Linked DNA regions of Mus musculus: region 2 is linked to region 1. A link is a contact called in public promoter capture Hi-C data. All regions are on one chromosome and are shown on one strand. The core of a region is the stretch at or near the end of the contact, and the rest is flanking DNA. Distances in the headings are between cores, read along the strand shown.

Region 1 (2,700 bases), core at 146-2,645:
CCAGAGTAGCCTAGAATTCCAGCATCTCCTGCTTCCACCTCCCAAATGAGGGTTACAGGCATACATCACCATCCTTGTTCCTATTAGAAATACTTTAAGGCAGATGTGGTTGTACAGGCCTTTAATCCCAGCAACCAAGAGGCAGAAATAAGAATATTCCTGAGTCCAAGCTCAGCCTGGTCTACAGATGGCTACACAGAAAACCCATGTCTCAAACAAAGAAAAATACTTGTAAAACAGGACATGGTAACACACACCTTTAATCCTGGCACTCAGGAGGCAAAGGCAGGCAGATCTGTGAGTCTGAGACTAGCCTAGGACAGCCAGAGCTTTGAAATAAAGACCTTGTCTCAAAAAGGGCAACTCCTCCCACTAAAATAAAAATAAATACTTTTAAGAAAATACAATCACAGCTGGGTGGTAGTGGTGGTACACACCTTCAGCCCCAACACTTGGGAGACACAGGCTGGCAGATCTCTCTTCCAGGCCAGAGCTAGTTCCAGGCCAGCCAGAGCTACATAGAGAAGCCCTGTCTCAAAGAGAGAAAGAAGAGAAGAGAAGAGAAGAGAAGAGAAGAGAAGAGAAGAGAAGAGAAGAGAAGAGAAGAGAAGAGAAGAGAAGAGAAGAGAAGAGAAGAGAAGAATAAAATTAAAAGGGAAGGAAGGAAAGAGAGAGAAAGAAAGAAAGTAGGGAAGAGAGAGAGAGAGAGAGAGAGAAAGAAAGAAAGAAAGAAAGAAAGAGAGAAAGAGAGAAAGAAAGAAAGAGAGAAAGAGAGAAAGAAAGAAAGAAAGGCTATTAAGGAAGGAAGGAAGTAAACTATTAGTATGGTGGGGAGGGCCTGCCTAGCATGCATGAGGTTCTGAGTTCAAGGCCCAGCACTGCACCTCCCACTGCTGCTACTAAATTGAAAGTAAAACATTTTGTTCTCCTTTGCCTTGTCGTCCTTCTTCCAGAGAGCAAGTGCTACATGCAGAGCCAAGCCTATGAGCTTCCGGTCAGGAGGAGTCTTAAGAGTAGCATACTCTCCTCACAGAAAGGTAAGAAAACCAAAGCCCAGAGACAGCCCTATCCAGCAAGTCAGGGACAGGAGCAGAAAGGGTATTCTTTCATTTTTCAAAGCAATTAGCCATGTTTCCCACACCTCCTTTAAAGGAAATGTTCTGCACAGGGCTACCAAGTCTTCAAGAGCTTAGGTCATTGTATCTTAAGTATGAAAACATAAGATCTAACACTGAGAACAGAATATTTTTAGGTATGACAACTTCTCAGGGAAGCTTTAGGGGTACAGAACACAGCAGGGACAACTGGCCCCACTGAACCCTTAGACAGGAATTACAGAACACAAGCCGTGTCTGTTCACAGGAGAAAGAGGAACAATATAGAGACCTCCACTTCCCCAGCAGCATGCCAGCTAAGCCACTAAAGTACTTCTCTAAATCAGGAAAGAAGGAGAAACCAACACACATGTACACATGTGAACAAGCACAACCAAAACAACTCCGAAAAGGATAGAAGAAGCTCTGAAAGAAAATTAAAGGATACGTTTTTTCTTATTTCCATGATAAAGTGCGAAGAAAGGTGAGTCTACTGTTTTATGTGTGCCTTGAGTATATACAGGGGGACACCCACTCAGCCTTCCAGGTTTTGCTGTCCTGGAACAAAAAGATGCCGGAGGACCATGTGGATAGTAATCGTTTCTAAGAGAGAAAGGCCCTCCTGAGAATGGAAACGTGTGCTCGAAGCTAGGAAAAGGAGCAAACAGTAGGGTTCCGCCACTCTCCGCAGAGCATCTAGATGTCGCCAGCGCCCACCTTCTCCCACTCCGGGAAATCTCGGGCCTTTTCCCTTAAGCATACTATTTTAATCATGCATCCCTGGTGGCGCAAGGTTCCCTGTCTTCCTCTGATAACTGGATTCTTTGTCATTATCCTCTCTGTGTGCCCTACTCTCCAGCCACTGGAAGACACCATGCACACTGGCAGCAAAGGCTATATCTGCTACTGCAGCCTGGAGGCTTCCTTCAGAGGTGACTTAAGTGATAGCTGCTACTAGGACTCTTCCCCATTCCACCACTTACTTTGCTCTGCAGTAAAACTAAGCCATTTTGTTACTTTGTTTTACCAACATGTTTTCACTTTGTAACCTAGGCTAGCCTCAAGCTCACTGTAATTCTCCTGACTGCAGCAAAACTACAATGGATTACATATAACTACTATCATGTGGAACTTCAGCATTTCATTTTAAAAATAATTTTAAAGCACTGTAATGCTATGAAAGAGATCTCTCTAAAGTAATTTTAAATTTTTCATGTGTACACAAACAAAATGCAAAACAAAAAGTAAATTTATAATGAAGTTAAAAGACTAATTTTATACGTCTTTAAACATATATTTGAGTTTTTAATTCTATGATTACCACTTTTTGTTTTGTTTTGACACAAGGTCTCTCTACATAGCCCTGGCTATCCTGGACTCACAGAAATCTGCCCACCTGTAACCTTCTCCTGACTTAGACAAGCACTGCGGTTAGAGCAGCATGTCTTGGAGATGTTTCGTTTCTTGAGTAACAATTTGGATGGGATGCTGTGGGTCTCAGCAAGGGCATTTCTACTTCATTTATCACCATTTTCTTTCACTAATCTGAATTGCACCATTCCTGCTGTTGTGATCATTCACTGTGGATTAACAATTCAAAATCAGT
Region 2 (2,700 bases), core at 157-2,656, 250 kb after region 1:
CCCCTAGATATGGTGATCTTGAACTAATCACCTACAGGATACTAAGTTTCTGTTGTCCAAACCACCACATCTGTGGTACTTTGCTGCAATGGCCTTAACAAACTACATACAGGCAAGACTTAATTTCCAAATGAGATTAATAAGCCATGCTAACGTTCTCTTCTCAATCACAGACAGGTGTGATGCTCATAGATTCAGCTGCGTTTTAGAGTTCAGGCCACACGCAAAACATTCAAGCCAGCCGAAATTAGGAGTCTGGGGGGGCCTCCGCATATCTCCCCTGGGAGTCTGAGATACAAGATACTCAGGGAAGCAGAAGCCTCCAGCTCCAGGGGGCAGATCTGTCACACACTAACCCTCTGAAACGGACTCCTTTGGTCAATGTTTGCGAAACATCCAATCCTAAACGTCCTTGTTCCCCACCCGAGGAATTAAGCTGGGGGTACAGATTTTGTTTTTACGTGAACCAGGTGGGGTTCTCAGGACCAGATGCATTTGAGAAACCATAGCCATGCCAACCGCCACCAGGAAGCGGGTTTGTCTCTGGACTACGAGTGTGCACACGGCCCGCTCAAGCCCATGGCATAAGAAGGGAGAGGACAGTGGTCCACGCAGTATCCCGGCTTGCTCTGCGGAGCACTCCTGCCAGCTCTCGGCTGAAGGCGACCAGAGCCCTGTGCTCCTGTCACTGCTGTATGTGTCTATATACGTGTCACGCCCTTCGCTAGTTCTTAAATCAACAGGCGGGTGGAAGAAGCGCCCTGTTTCCTACGCGAGCAACTTTGCGGAGTCCTGGACGCCCAGTTTTGATCCTGGGTGTGTCCCACCTCCGACTCTTCTCTGAAGCCCGGCCCTTGCGTGAAGACCCGGGAGTACGCCCCAGCTCCCCCCTCGGAAACCCACAGCCCTCCGCCGGGCCCGGCTTACCCAGGCTGGCAAATGCTGGCCCCGCAGCTCACGGCTGATGAACTCGCGCTCGTGCTCCAGGAATTCGAAGGCGGCCTCCAAGCGCCCCAGCTTCCCGCGGCGGTTCCGGCGCCACCACATCCAGAGCAGGGCGCCAAGCAGCAGCCAGGTGACGCTGAGCCCCAGGTAGCCCGCCAGGTAGACCGGTGCCAGGTAGAAAAGGACGCGCGCCACGAAGCTGTAGAGCTCGGGCAGTAGCTGGCCCGACAGGCGCGGTCCGGGGTCCCGCGAGCGCTGGCCTCTCTCCGGGACGTCAGGACCGCCGGGCGCGCTCGGGGCGCAGGGCTCCTCCGGCTGCATCTCGCTGTCGCCGGCTTGTCCTCTCTAGAAGCTTCACCCCAGCTCAGGTTGGTGCACCCCCTATGCCGGCGCACATCTGTCCTCAAGGCACGAGGACTCCGCAGCCGCGCAGCTCCTGCTCCGCCAGCCTCTCCAAGCTCTGAGCTCGGGTTCTACCAGCTCCGGACTGCGGAGTCTGGGCATAAGGCCAGAGGGGTGGAGCTCTGGCAGGCAGGGAAATCCGGAAGTCTCCGCCACCAGGGGCGTGCCCAGGTGAAAAGGGGCGGGGTCAACCCGATGAGGCCTTGAGGGCATCCTGGGATCCCACTGTCTGGCATAAATGTCAACAGAAGGGGTGCAGTTGTCATTTGGGGTGAGCTAAGCGTTACTCTTCACATCAACCCAACACGGGTAAACATCACCTAAAACCTGTTCCTTACACACAGTATCATCTGGACTTTTTGCGGGGTGTCCTAGGCCAGCACTGCGTTGGATCTGACCCAAAGTCTGGGACCACTCCCAGCTGGTCCTTAAAGCCTTGCTTTTCTCTCTTAAACTATTTGTTACTTAAGCCATCTGGACCCAGCTCCCAGCACAGTCAAACTGAGCTTAGGGACCATTCTCTACCCCACCCCCACTCCCATCCTCAGCGTCATTTTAAAAACCCTGTCTGCAGGGGAGTTGGTCAGTGCCTTTCCTTTCTGGGACTGGGAGCGTCCAGGAAACCGGCCATCTTCACTCATAGTCATTTACTCTCTCTTGGTGCACCCAGAGAGGGCAAGCGACCTGCGAATGGAAAAAGAAAGAGGAAGCCAGCCTTGAGGTGCTTCGGAATCTATGAGCCTTCTGCTTTCGTGTCGCCCAGGCCGAACGATCAGACCAAGAGAAGCAAGGCTCCGTAAATTCAGACAGTGACTCACCTTGCGGATGGCACAGATTGTAGGCGCCTATACAGGAGATCACAGAAATGGACGGATGGTGAGACAGAGTCAAGAGGAGAACAGGCCTGATTTGGGGTAATTTCATTCTCTTTCCACAATCGTTGAAAGGCTTAGCCCCATGAACAATCAAAAGATGAGTGTGTTCTCTTTCTTGCACCCTTCCCCGCTTCCTATCTCTTCCTCTGGATAAAATTACTTGCTGCAAGGGGTTGGAGAGATGGCTCCTCGGCTAGAACTCTTACTGCTCAAGCAGAGGACACTAATTCAGGTCCCAGCACATACAAGAGGCTCGCCAAGTTCAAATAACTCCAGCTCCAGGGGATGGTCTTGGATACCACATTCATACATATAATTTTAAATTAAGAATAAATCTCCAAAAACTTATTTATCAGAGTAAGGTTTTACAACAATGGGAATGCTGCCGGAGGTCAGAATACCTGAATCTCCTTCCTCTGCTCTTGGTCATCTTCTTCTCAGGCTACCCTGGGATATCAACCACAAAGCCCCTCCTTCC

What was found. Promoter capture Hi-C pulls out the DNA fragments that hold promoters and counts their contacts.
Region 2: a contact with region 1 is called in a promoter capture Hi-C map of cranial neural crest. The contact joins the promoter of Esyt3 here to the enhancer-like site in region 1. A contact is called at or near these places in 9 of 39 promoter capture datasets (the C10 cell line, cranial neural crest, frontonasal cranial neural crest and 5 more), 1 of 15 datasets of contacts at CTCF or cohesin (the NIH/3T3 cell line), 4 of 115 datasets of contacts at active chromatin or transcription factors (differentiating embryonic stem cells, embryonic stem cells, microglia and 1 more) and 3 of 9 other capture datasets (adipose tissue, liver and pancreatic islet).

Annotation. Positions count from the first base shown.
Region 1 is chr9:99,108,421-99,111,120 of GRCm38.p6, forward strand. The region is part of intron 2 of Pik3cb (phosphatidylinositol-4,5-bisphosphate 3-kinase catalytic subunit beta); the gene reads right to left. Among named protein-coding and RNA genes, the nearest start is that of Pik3cb, 30 kb to the right of the region's middle. Within about 2 kb of position 1,396, at least 66 of the 459 cell types and tissues checked have an H3K27ac peak or open chromatin away from gene starts, as enhancers often do. A contact at or near this core is called in adipose tissue and microglia, where this site is marked.
Region 2 is chr9:99,357,124-99,359,823 of GRCm38.p6, forward strand. Esyt3 (extended synaptotagmin-like protein 3) reads right to left here and starts at 1,407. Exons shown (of 23, transcript NM_177775.3): 1 at 928-1,407. The coding sequence starts at 1,266.